Linked DNA regions of Ovis aries: region 1 is linked to region 2. A link is a contact called in public Hi-C data. All regions are on one chromosome and are shown on one strand. Each heading gives the region's core, a stretch centred on a gene start, on an enhancer-like site or on the middle of the called end of the contact. The rest is flanking DNA. Distances are from core to core; before and after follow the strand shown. Region 1 has its middle 50 kb from the start of PDLIM5. Region 2 overlaps PDLIM5 (PDZ and LIM domain 5).

Region 1 (6,338 bases), core at 251-2,750, 150 kb after region 2:
TTAGAAGAGCTGTTATAGTAGTTGTTCACAGTTTGGTAGTAATTAATTAAATAATCTAACCCCTAGGTGAGATCAATTGAGCCATGGGAGTGAAATGGGAATTGATTATGGGAGAAGAGAAGTAACAATTTGTGGGCAGGAGACACTAGAAGGTTTCCTAACATGTAAAATTCTTTTGAGAGATTTTGGCTGTCTGGATTGCCAATGTCTTATCTAGGTCACTGATGAAAATATCAAATGGAACAAGGCTTTGGTTTGACACCTGCTAAATATTATTTATGTCTTAAGGCCGACATCAAACCATTTGTAACCATTCTATTTATAAGTTTCCTGAGCACCCTTCTGAGTTTCCAGATATAAACTATAGTAGTGCTCTTGGCACTTGGCTGGTAGATTTGCTTGAAAATACAGATCTCTGAATTACCATCGGAATCTTCTTTCATAACTTTACTTTCCCCTGTAGCTCCAGGATGGTGGAAATTGCATGAGACAAAGATAGAAAGATTTGTATTTTAGCTCTAGAGCTCTAGCTTTAGTTAATTGTGTCATTTTGTACAAATTGGTTAATCTCTTTGAATCTCAGAAATGAAGGTCATCTGGGATCAGTATTTCCCAACCTATCGGCCTCAAATTCCAGAATGTCTTATCTATTGCCAAGGGCCCACAAATGCATGTGCACCCCAGAATTGTCTGACTAAGTACACTACCACATGTGAAAGATTGTGGTTACTGTCTCCAAAGAGGACTTTTGAAAATGGAGGAAAACACTGTCATAGTTTTGAACAAGCTTCTTTCTCTCTTAGGTTTTAACACATAGACCCCTTCCTCTATATTTGACAACAGTAAGAATATTTGACAAGAGTAAGGATAATCACTTCTGTTTTACAGTAAAATAACCTTGAGGCATAGAAAAGTATAATTAAGCTCTCCCATATTATATTCCGTGGTGGCTCAGATGGTAAAGCGTCTGCCTGCAATGCGGGAGACCCGAATTTGATTACTGGGTCAGGAAGATCCCCTGGAGAAGGAAATGGCAATCCACTCCAGCACTCTTGCCTGGAAAATCCCATGGACAGAGGAGCCTGATAGGCTACAGTCCATGGGGTTTGCAAAGAGTCAGACATGACTGGGCGACTTCACATATATTATATGATGGCTTCATCATTGTAGTAGGAATTGACTGCTATTGTTTGAGTAAGTTTGTTTTCTTTAACTGAGTACCATATATGATCTTTATTATACTTGGTTCCTTTCCCTGATGATAATTAAACAAATATAAATGTGTGGTTACATAATTGATTTGATTAAAATGTTCTTTGAGTAAGAGATTTCAATGAGAAACAGGAGCAGTGTTCAGTGAGCTACTTTTATAAAAGATGTAATTTGACTTTTGCCAGAAATGACTGGTGGAGTTTCACTGTCAGCTAACATGAGCTGGAGAACTTTGGCAGTCTGCAGGGCTAGCCACGTGGTGCCAGATACTCTTTTCACACTGCCAGGAGATACCTCATCTATGATGTCAAAACTCACAAGACAGTTGAGCTCAGAATGCAGGCTATGTACTCAGTAGGACACCAAAAAAAGTTGCTTGGGTCATACAAACAAACTGTATTTGGAACTGACGTCTTTGAGAGATCAAAATGCCATTGATATTTTAAAAACTTTAATCCTAACAAATCTTCACAGGGAGAACACATGTAGGGAGTTACAGACACACTTATGTCAGGTGTCTTAACTGATGAATGCCAGGAATTGTGGAATTTCTTAATTGTATCGAGGAAGATACACATTGTCCATTTCCAAGAGTTGATAAGGTTAAAAAAATTCTAACCAGAAAATATGATATTCCAGCTTAAAAGTGGAGGTTTGGCAGGATAACACATAAATTCAATGATTCTTTTCTTTCAGACCTACAGACTTTATGCTGTAGGTAAGGGATACACTGTGAATTTCCTTCGAGAGGTTCATGAACTTGTTTAGGCAAAGAGTCTTAGCCATTGGCTGATTAAATAATATGTTTTATGTATTTGTACTGCTAACTGTTAAATGTGCTATTAGCCACTATTGTGGCTAATATAATCTTAATTTGTCAAAAGGTATTAACAACTACCTGCCAATGCAGGAGACATGGTTTGATGCTTGGGTCAGGAAGATCCCCTGGAGAAGGAAGTGGCAGCCCACTCCAGTATTCATGCCTGGGAAATGCCTTGCACAGAGGAGCCCGGTGGGCTACCATCCATGAGGTCACAACAGCAATGGACATGACTTGGCAACCAAACACCAACAACAACATATGTATATATTTGTTTAGTCTACTGATCTTAAGAGTTTAAGAAGTCTCACATAGGGGTCAATGAAATTTTGCTTGTAAAGGACCTTCACTGTGAAAGGTTAGGATCCAGTCTTAATGGATTTCAGGTAGACAGGCTGGTGGAGAGATATTTTTGGCAAAGGAGGTTTCTTGCTGCAGCTGCCTGTAAGATAAAAGAAAGAGCAAAGCATATCTTAAGAATAAGCAACCTTAACCAGCATTCTACACGCCACAGACTAGATTTTACTTGTAAGAATAAAGCTTAGTGTAAGAAGTGATTTCTCTCCCAAATCCAAGATGCCACCTTATTTGTAAGTTATTGGACCAAATAATAACAAAAACAACAGATTCCAGGTATTATATACCTCTAAATCACTGATACTTTAAAGTTAGTGAAACTAGATAACACCTATTTGCTGTAAGAGGTAAAAAATTTTAAAATACTAGCTAGAAGCAATATTAAACTGCTATAGGTATAAGAGTTGGGGTTTTCTAGGTGGCACAATGGTAAAGCATCCGGCTGCCAAAGCAGGAGACGTAGGAGACGCAGGTTCAATCTCTGGGTCAGGAAGATCACCTGGAGAAGGAAATGGCAACCCACCCCAGTATTCTTGCCTAAAAAATTCCATAGACAGAGGAGCCTAGGCTATAGTCCATAGGGTTGTAGAGAGTCAAACATAACTGAGGCACTGGGCACACACACCACACACAGCTTTAAGAGGCTCTAGAGAAGCTAGTTATGGCAAGCGAGGTGGCTACCGCCCTCTAGTGGTTAGTGGTTCTCGCTCTCTCTCACCTCAAGTACCTAGACACTTTGCTAAGAAGTTTCCAGTTTCCTCTTATTCAATCAAAGCACCTCAAAAAAACAAAAAAACACGGAAAGATAGAAAACAGAAGTTTGCAATCTATTGCCATTCTCATCTTCAAATCCTAAGAGATTTTATCTCCCCAGGTTAAAGGCACACGTATATATTCATATACATATAGTTGGGTTTTGCCGATGCTCTCATAAATTTTTGCATTTAACAAAAAACATTTCTTGAATATCTACTACAAAACCATTTACACACAAAAAAATTATTCATAAAGAAGTATGAGATAATCCTTACCCTGAAGAAACGTTTAATACAGGAGAGGATATAACAAACACATAGAAAGAAAGCTGAGCGCCATAAAGAAAGCTGAGCGCTGAAGAATAGATGCCTTTGAATTGTGGTGCTGGAGAAGACTCTTGAGAGTCCTTTGGACTGCAAGGAGATCCAACCAGTCAATCCTAAAGGAAATCATATCCTAAATATTCATTGGAAGGACTGGTGCTGAAGCTGAAGCTCCAATACTTTGGCCACCTGATGCAAAGAACTGACATATTAGAAATGACCCTGATGCTGGGAAAGATTGAAGGCAGGAGGAGAAGGGGGCAAGAGAGGATGAGATGGTTGGATGGCATCACCAACTCGATGGATGTGAGTTTGAGCAACCTCCAGGAGTTGGTGATGGGCAGGGAAGCCTGGCTTGCTGCAGTCCGTGGGGTCGCAAAGAGTCAAACACTGAGTGACTGAACTGATACTGATGTACAAACATGAATTTTTTTTTTTTTACAATAAAGCCAAAGAGTAATAATGTTTTATTTACTAGAAAAGCAATTCTGTGATCTTACATACTTGACTCACTGGTCACTGAGAAGATTTTCAACTTTTAGCAAAATTTTTTAAAAGAAAGTTATAATGGAGAGGATGCCAGTGTTACAAAAATTGACACAGGTTTATGTGTGATGGGGGAGAATGAGGACACAGTCCTAGCTGTGTCTCTATTTAAACATGTTCTTAAACTGTTATATTAAATTGTTGCTTTGCTTGTAAGAAGATAAAAGGCTGGTAAGCCATTGTCAATAGTTTTCACTCTTCCAGGTCAATAAAAGGACATTATAGGACTAATTGTCACCCTAATGCCATACTTAGTAGTGAGCACATTGTCTTGTGCATGAGTATCCAGAAAACATACAACCTCCTAGTACATTTATACTTGATGGTTTCAGATTCCTTGCTAGCTAAGGGATAAAGTTGTTAAGAACAGAAATGGAGGTCTTATTGTTGTTGCTGTTCAGTCACTAAGTCATGTCCGACTGTTTGCGACCCCGTGGACTGCAGCAGGCCAGGATCTTCTGTCTTCCTCTGTCTCCTGGGGTGAGCTCAAATTCACGTCCATTGAGTTGGTGATGGTGTCTAACCATCTCATCTTGTCATCCCCTTCTCCTTCTGCCTTCAATCTTTCCCAGCATCAGGGTCTTTTCCAGTGAGTCAGTTCTTCATGGCAGGTGGCCAAAGTATTGGAGCTTCAGCTTCAGCATCAGTCCTTCCAATGAATATTCAGGACTGATTTCCTTTCGGACTGGTTTGATCTCTTTGCTGTCCAAAAGACTCTCAAGGGTCCTCCCCAGCACCACAATTCTAAAGCATCAAATCTTCAGCCTTCTTTAAGATCCAACTCTCACATTCCATATATGACTACTGGAAAGCCATAGCTTTGACTATACAGACCTTTGTCAGCAAGTGATGTGACTGCTTTTTAATATGTTGCCTAGGTTCGTCATAGCTTTTCTTCCAAGGAGCAAGCATCTTTTAACTTCATGAATGCAGTGATTTTGGAGCCCAGGAAAATAAAATCTGTCACTGCTTCCATATTTTCCCTTTCTATTTGCCATGAAGTGATGGGACTGGATGCCATGATCTTTGTTTTTTGAATGTTGTTTTAAGCCAGTTTTTATACTCTCCTTTTTCACCATCATCAAGAGGCTTTTTAGTTCCTCTTCACTTAATAAATGCTTCTATAACCATGTTCAGTAAATTCCTATCACATAAGTAAAAGGATATAATTTATACTCAGCATTGCATTTGATTGTGGACCTACATGTTACAGCACTATGTAAAGGCAGTCAGATAATACTGATGAAAGGTACTCTTATAGTTTAAAATTATTCCCGAGGATTTTTTAAAGTTTGTCAATGTGTAGAATGAGTCTCTTTGAAATTGTAATAGGCATAAAAATTTTTTAAATTAAGACTATTTTTTAGCATACATGTAAAAATATTGATTTAGAAGATAACATGACTTTGAATGTTCTCATATAAAATTTCTGAAGAACTTCATTGATTTTATAAGATAAGTATGAACAGATCCTATGATATCACAGGAAAAATAACCAATGAAGACATTAATTGCATTAATATAAAGTTTGATATTCATATCAATATTGTTCTCTGTCCTGGGCAGGTATATATGAGATATTGTGCTCTTTTCTGGATATCAAAGTTTAATGATGTCAACTTAATCACAGAGTTGTCAGCAGGAAACTTTGGAAGTTGTACTGAGAACAGCTGGACAAAGTGGGGCAAAATATTAAAGATGATATTTTAGCTCATTTTAAATATATGTAAGACTACAGTATAGAAGAAAGGGGAATGGGAAAGGAAAGAGATATTGAGTCTAAACCTAAGCTTAAAAATCCCACTGTTTTCTATATGAAATATGTCTCAAATTCATACCTTTCTTTCTTCTCATTTAACAAGTCTCCTAGATTTGTCCCAGTCTCTTTATTCTCAATGTCATTACTTTAATTTGGATTATTTTTATAATTCATTTTCTTTGGGCTTTGCTAGGTCCTTGTTGCCTGGTGGGCCTTTCTGAAGTTGCCGTGCGTAGGCCTCTCCTCGTGGGGGCCTCCCTTCTTGTGGTACACAGGCTCGCAGGCATGTGGGCTCCAGCAGCTGTGGCACAGGCTCAGCAGTTGCAGCTTGCAGGCTCAAGGGCATAGGCTCAATAGCTGTGGTTCAGGGGCTTAGCTGCTCTTCAGTATGTGGGATCTTCCTGGATCAGGAATCCGATCTGTGTCTCCTACACTGGCAGGTGGAGTCTTTACCACTGAGCCACCAGGGAAGCCTCTAATTTGGATTATTATAATAAAAGTGTATCTCATTTTTATAGCACACCCTGACCTCACCCATCTTAATTTGTTACTAAACGTTTCTTCT
Region 2 (6,064 bases), core at 1,741-4,240:
TCTTCCACTCCTCCATATCCTCTTCGAGAACAATTTACATTGCAGCTGCACTGGAAGACCTTCCTTTCTGAGCTGACCTCAGTTGTTTTTAGTTTTCCCTTTATGGGTCATACACTGGACATAGAGGCTGGTTAGGTAAACCATTACCTGGAATTAATTCCTCATGCTTACGCATATTTTAGCCCCTCTTGTGTACTAAGACTCTGTTACAGGCTTGTAGGGGCCTCCCTAGTGGCTCAGTGGTAATCCGCCAGCCAATGCAGAAGACATGAGTTTGATCCCTGGGTTCGTAAGAAGATCCCCTGGAGAAGGGAATGGCAACCCACTCCAGCGTTCTTGCCTGGATAATCCCATGGACAGAAGAGCCTGCTGGGCTACAGTCCACGGGGTCCCAAGAGTCGGACATGACTTAGTGACTAAGCAACAACAACAGGTCTGTAGGAGATATTATGGAGCTGAATAAGAAACGAATTCTTTTTTCAAGGATCTTAACATTTACTGGGGGAGATAAATAAACAAGCAGTAAGGGCCAGAGGTTAACTACATGGGCTCTGGAGGGAGAGAAACTTCATTCTAGCATCAAAATCTCTGGGGATGGAACCCAGTAATCTGCCTCGAGCTTTTTAAGTTCAATAATAAGTTTAATAAAGTTTCAGGACCTTAGTTTTGGAGGAGCTAAGGGTTACCCTTTGATACACTGCACACTCATAAATTCACTAGGCCACCTTGAGTACCAGCAGCTCATGCGGCTCTGTGCAAACAGTAAATCTACTAGCCTTCACCCAGATTATCGTTTTTTCTCTCCTTAGCTTTCAGCAGAATGGGTGACACGAAACAGGTACACAATAAATTTACTAAATAAATGCTAATTAATAAATGATGTAGTTTCATGGCAGGGGGCACTTGTGGATTTAACTGAGCCAGAGACAGACTAGCCAGAAAAGTCTGAGATGAGAATGACCTTTTCCAACAGAAGCTGAGAACAATTTTTTAAAAAATTAAAATGACTTTACAGCCTCACTGTGCTTGTCTTTATATTGTGATTTACTGTAGGGCAACCTCTCCCTTCGTTCTTTAAAATTTTCTTAACTCAAGTATCTCAACTGTTTGCTCTTTCATTTGAATTTTTAAACAGGCATGTTTAAAGTTTGAGTTTCTATTCTTTCTGCTTTTGTTGGCATTTCTTCTCTTAGTCCTTTCTATATTTAATTTTATTCTGATAAGGATCTTGATTTCATAGTTCAGGTAGAATGTATTTTCAAGAAAGGTTACACACTATTTTCATGGACTTCTTTCTAGTAATTCTTGTACAAATAAAATGCCAAAATATTTTTGGTGGGTAATTTTTAATAAGAGAGGTAATTTTTAAAGTCATTAATTACAAATATCAGAACTATTCCCCTTTGCCCCTCAAATAGAAAGAACTGTTGTCAGATATGGCAGAATTTCAAAATTCGAGTTTCCAAATTCCAAACTTTGAGGGTTCCAAAATTAGATTTGTGTGGAGCCACAAGTCTTCAAAGTTTAAGTCAATCTTCAGTGTCTCTGATGGATATTTTGAAGTGGGCCAACGAAGCTAAAATGCCACTAAAGATAATATACCAAAGTTATTCTGAGCAGTGATAAGCTCCAGCCAAAGCCACATTGTTCCCTTCCTCCTTCCGTGTGTGACAACAAACAGAGCTTAAAATGAGTTTACAAGGACAATAGCACATTTAAAGGATTGCTAACAAGTCTTTCAAATTCCTTATCTTCTGTGATTCATTTAGTCTTTATATACTAGAAAGTAATTGAAAGGTTTCTACTAAATAGATAATACATAAATCTTTCTGAAATGTTGTAGTTTTGAATCCAAAAGGTGAGAATAAAATATGTTTCATATAGAAATAAAATTCATATGTAATCACAGATTAGGACAAAAATTATATTTAAGATTAGAGATGTCTTAAATCAAATCTTGTAAATAACCAAATGAAGAAAATGTGTTCAGATGACAATTCTATTCAATCCTTATATAATTTTATAATACTATATTATTATACAATTAATATGAGCATATTTGTGTATATGCCAGATACTGTATCACTGACTTCAGCAAGGAAGCATATAAATAGAAGGTTTATATTCTGCAAACCATTTTAAAGACATGAGGTACTGGTGTGTGTGCGCTAAGTCACTTTAGTTGTGTCCAACTCTTTGTGACCCTATAAACTGTAGCCCACTGGGCATCTCTGTCCATAGGGGTTCTCCAGGCAAGAATACTGGCATGCATTGCTATGCCCTCCTCCAGGGGATCTTCCCACCCCAGGGACTGAACCCGTGTCTCTTATGTCTCCTGCATCGGTAGCTGGGTTCTTTACCACTAGCACCAGTATCATTATCATTTTCCTGAAGATTTACTGAAGAATTTTAGAATCATGGTATTCTAGACTCCAAGCCTCTGATCATGCTACAATTCACCAATCTCCATTCTCCTAAGAGTTGTAAAGAACTTGGCCCAGGGATGCCTAATAAGTGGTTAAGAATAAATGAGGAAAGAAGCTGGCAAAACATCCCTTCTTCAGTAATAAAGAGGCCACTTCTGACCAACAGAGCAAGTAAATATGGCTGGGGAAAGTAATTGCTTCATTCGTTGTGCCAAAAGAGAGGGTGTGCTTACGGGTTTGCAGCTTTTATACAATGCTGACTTCAGAGAAAAGAATCAGAAAATAGAACAGTGAGTCAAAGTACAATCTAAATTTAGTAGCACAGTTAACACTTTGGCCATAGGGTATTTTTGCAGGGTGTGAGAGATGTGTGTGTGTGAAGGACGGGGTGAGTAGGGATAGGTGACAGGAGGGAGCTAAGCTGACGGTCATTTAGATTTCAGCAGTCCCTAAGAGCACCAAAATGTCACACTGAAGATGTAGCTGTTAAACTAAGGGTAGGCTATGACAGGAGGAGACCCAGCATGGCACTGTCATTTACTAAAAGGATGGTTTCAAGGCAAGTTACCTAATCCTTCTGTGCTTTACTTGGCTCATACATAAAGTACTGAATAAGACTACCATGCACTTCACAGGAAACCTGCTGTGAGTGTTATATGAGTTAACATACATAAATCACTAGAACAATGATTTAGATACTATAAATTATGTGACAGGTGTTCTCATACCTGGCTCTTGTTCTGATTTTCACCACTTCCTATGCACCCAGTAGCAAGATGAATGTTATTAGAAAAGTTCATTCAAGAACTGATCTGTCATACAGATAAAATACAAAACTCTCAGAGTATTACAAACGGTTAATGAGCCTACTACTCAGAATTCAGTTCAAACTAGAGAATTCAGTTCGAACTTCATATAAACTTCTGTTTATAAAGATGAAAGCGAAAAAACGCTCAAGATCTTTGTGATATGGTCATATGTCAAAGACAGAAGATGATGCAACATCTTCATGAAGCCTGAGGAAAACTTGTAAGCACTGGAATAAATAAAGGTCAGCTAGAATTCTTCCTCTTGTCATACTCCATGACATTAGAAGGGCAGGAGGACAAGAAAGTGCCTGCTTTCTACTCTGCTGAGTGAGAGTAAGTGAGTGAGTGAAAGTCACTCAGTCCTGCCTGATTCTTTGCGACCCCATGGACTACAGTCCATGGAACTCTCCAGGCCAGAATACGGGAGTGGGTGACCTTTGTCTTCTCCAGGGGATCTTCCCAATCCAGGGATCGAACCCAGGTCTCTCACATTGCAGGCAGATTCTTTATCAGCTGAGCCACAAGGGAAGACCAAGAATACTGAAGCGGGTAGCCTATCCCTTCTCCAGCAGATCTTCCCGACCCAGGAATGGAACTGGGGTCTCCTGCATTGCAGGCAGATTCTTTACCAACTGAGCTATCAGGGAAACACTTTCTCCTCTGCTAATTTTTTTTTTTTAATAGTAACTTTTTTATTATGGCATGTCACTACTTACAGTGACATCTTTGGCCCCTTACAATAAATGCTGTTTATAAAAACATTCTGATCTCCTAGAAAAGCCAAATCATGCATTTTCTAATACAGAAATCAAGTAAATGCTATTCAGATAAACTTCAGCTCTGACACTCAGCTAGAGAGAATAACTCATTTATCCAAGAGATTCAGATAGTAGTAATTTGTTATAGCCAAGACATTTTAACTGAACATTCCCAGCTCCAAATTTTCATATATACAGCTTTAAACATTTTTTCTAGAGGCAGTAGCTACTTTCAAGAATAATGACTTAAATATTTTGAACTATTGAGATGCCAAATCTCAAGTAACTCCAAACATTCTTATGGTTTAATCAATAAGGCACAAAAGATTTCTAGATCTGCCAAGTTGACAATAGAAGCAAACAGCGTGAATCCTTATTTCTAGTACAGTCTCCAATTATGGATCCTGATTTCTAGTACATTTTTCAATATAGAGAATAATTATTATGCATTCTCTCCTTGTAAAAGAAAAATTCAAAACTAAACAAATGTAAATATGTTAAATTATAAGTTCCAACTGTCAGAGGTCATGTCCATCAAGGTCCTTTTCCGGGAATGCATAGAAACATGTAATCTAACAAGAGAAAAGAATGCATAAAGTAAGATAGAAATTAAGGAGAGAGAGAGGGGAAGAAAAGAAGAAAAGAAATTAAGGAATACAGAAGTCATTTAGCAACTAACTATACACTCTGTGGGCTTCCTTACTGGCTCAGATGGTAAATAATCCACCTGCAATGCAGAAAACCTGGGTTTGATTCCTAGGTTAGGAAGATCCCTTGAAGTGAAAGGCTAGCCATTCCAGTATTCTTACCTGGAGAATTCCGTGGACAGAGGAGCCTGGTGGGCTACAGTCCATGTGGTCGCAAAGAGTCGGACAAAACTGACTAACACTTTCACTTTTCTTCCCCTTCTTTAATATACTCTGTATAGAATCTCCTAGTATGAAACTTCAGGCATTATATTGGCCCAAATAGAGGATAAGCATGCAAATGACGGAAAATTAACTCTGCATATAGTATCCCAAACTTTAGGACAGAGAGCAGATATACATAAAATGGATGCTTTCTGCAAATAATCACTTGTGGAAACCAAGGACGTAGGAAATAATGAGTAGTCAAATAAAGCAAAACATGACTTAAAGGACAAAGTGGCCATCACTATGTACTTAGTACCTTAGTTGGCTTTTTCAGCTTACAGGAATCCTGCCAAAGCAATGGAACATTTAGGATTAGATAAAGTATTTGTTAGTCAGGTACTAATTTATATAAGGAAGAAACTGAGAATAGGAAGTTTGGCCAGCTGCAGGACATCAAATCTCCGCTGGCAAGGTAACTGCATAGCAAAAAGCGGTGAGCTGAGAAAGACCAATTTATCTGTGAACTATACTGGGCTTAGAGGGAAGTGGGTGTGCCCTGAAGAAGATTAGATGAATTCCTAACATGTTTTTAACTAGAATAATGTGAGTGACTCACAGGGAGTAAACAGGCACTTCATATCTGATGTCTTTTGGTTCACCCCTTTATTTCCTCTGTTATCTTCCCTTATAAGGCTGTCACAAAAACAGCCCCATTCCTTATCTCTTCCCAAGTTGAGAACTGGGGGTGTATGAACTGTTTCTACTGAATCTACTAAAACATAGGCATCATCCCTCAGATTTCATATTTCAGCCTTCAAAAGGGGTAAGGCAGAGTGAAAGTATCAGTCCATCTTATTTCTATTTTCCTGGTGATAAATGAAATTATTAAGGTTTTCTTTTCTAGTTGCAAGGCCTTCTTTATTAAAAAGTCATGATAAACGGATTTCAAAAGAAAAAGCTCAGGGTTGGAATGAATGCGGGATCGCAATTTAGTGAAGCCATAAGTCTGGGCTCTCCTGGACTAAGTAACCTTAGGGTCAAACCCTCAATCAGCCACTGATGTGTAACCTTGCGCAAGTTACTCAAACTTCCATTTCTTCAACTTAAAAAAAAAAAAAAATGTACTCTTGTATACAAAGGAAAAAAATATGAAGAACAAAGGGTGCAGCAGACAGCAAAAAGACCAGGGTAAGACTAGAATCTGATAAAGATCAGAT

What was found. A called contact is a pair of places that touch in the nucleus more often than the background predicts.
Region 1: a Hi-C map of muscle shows a contact between it and region 2, with 2.2 times the contacts expected there. The contact joins two enhancer-like sites. A contact is called at or near these places in 2 of 16 Hi-C or Micro-C datasets (muscle and tail adipose tissue).

What each region holds. Positions count from the first base shown.
Region 1 is chr6:30,864,686-30,871,023 of ARS-UI_Ramb_v3.0, forward strand. No RefSeq gene overlaps it. Among named protein-coding and RNA genes, the nearest start is that of PDLIM5, 50 kb to the left of the region's middle. Within about 2 kb of position 1,501, at least 3 of the 54 cell types and tissues checked have an H3K27ac peak or open chromatin away from gene starts, as enhancers often do. A contact at or near this core is called in muscle, where this site is marked.
Region 2 is chr6:30,712,886-30,718,949 of ARS-UI_Ramb_v3.0, forward strand. All of the region lies in intron 3 of PDLIM5 (PDZ and LIM domain 5), which reads right to left. Among named protein-coding and RNA genes, the nearest start is that of PDLIM5, 100 kb to the right of the region's middle. Within about 2 kb of position 2,991, at least 25 of the 54 cell types and tissues checked have an H3K27ac peak or open chromatin away from gene starts, as enhancers often do. A contact at or near this core is called in muscle, where this site is marked.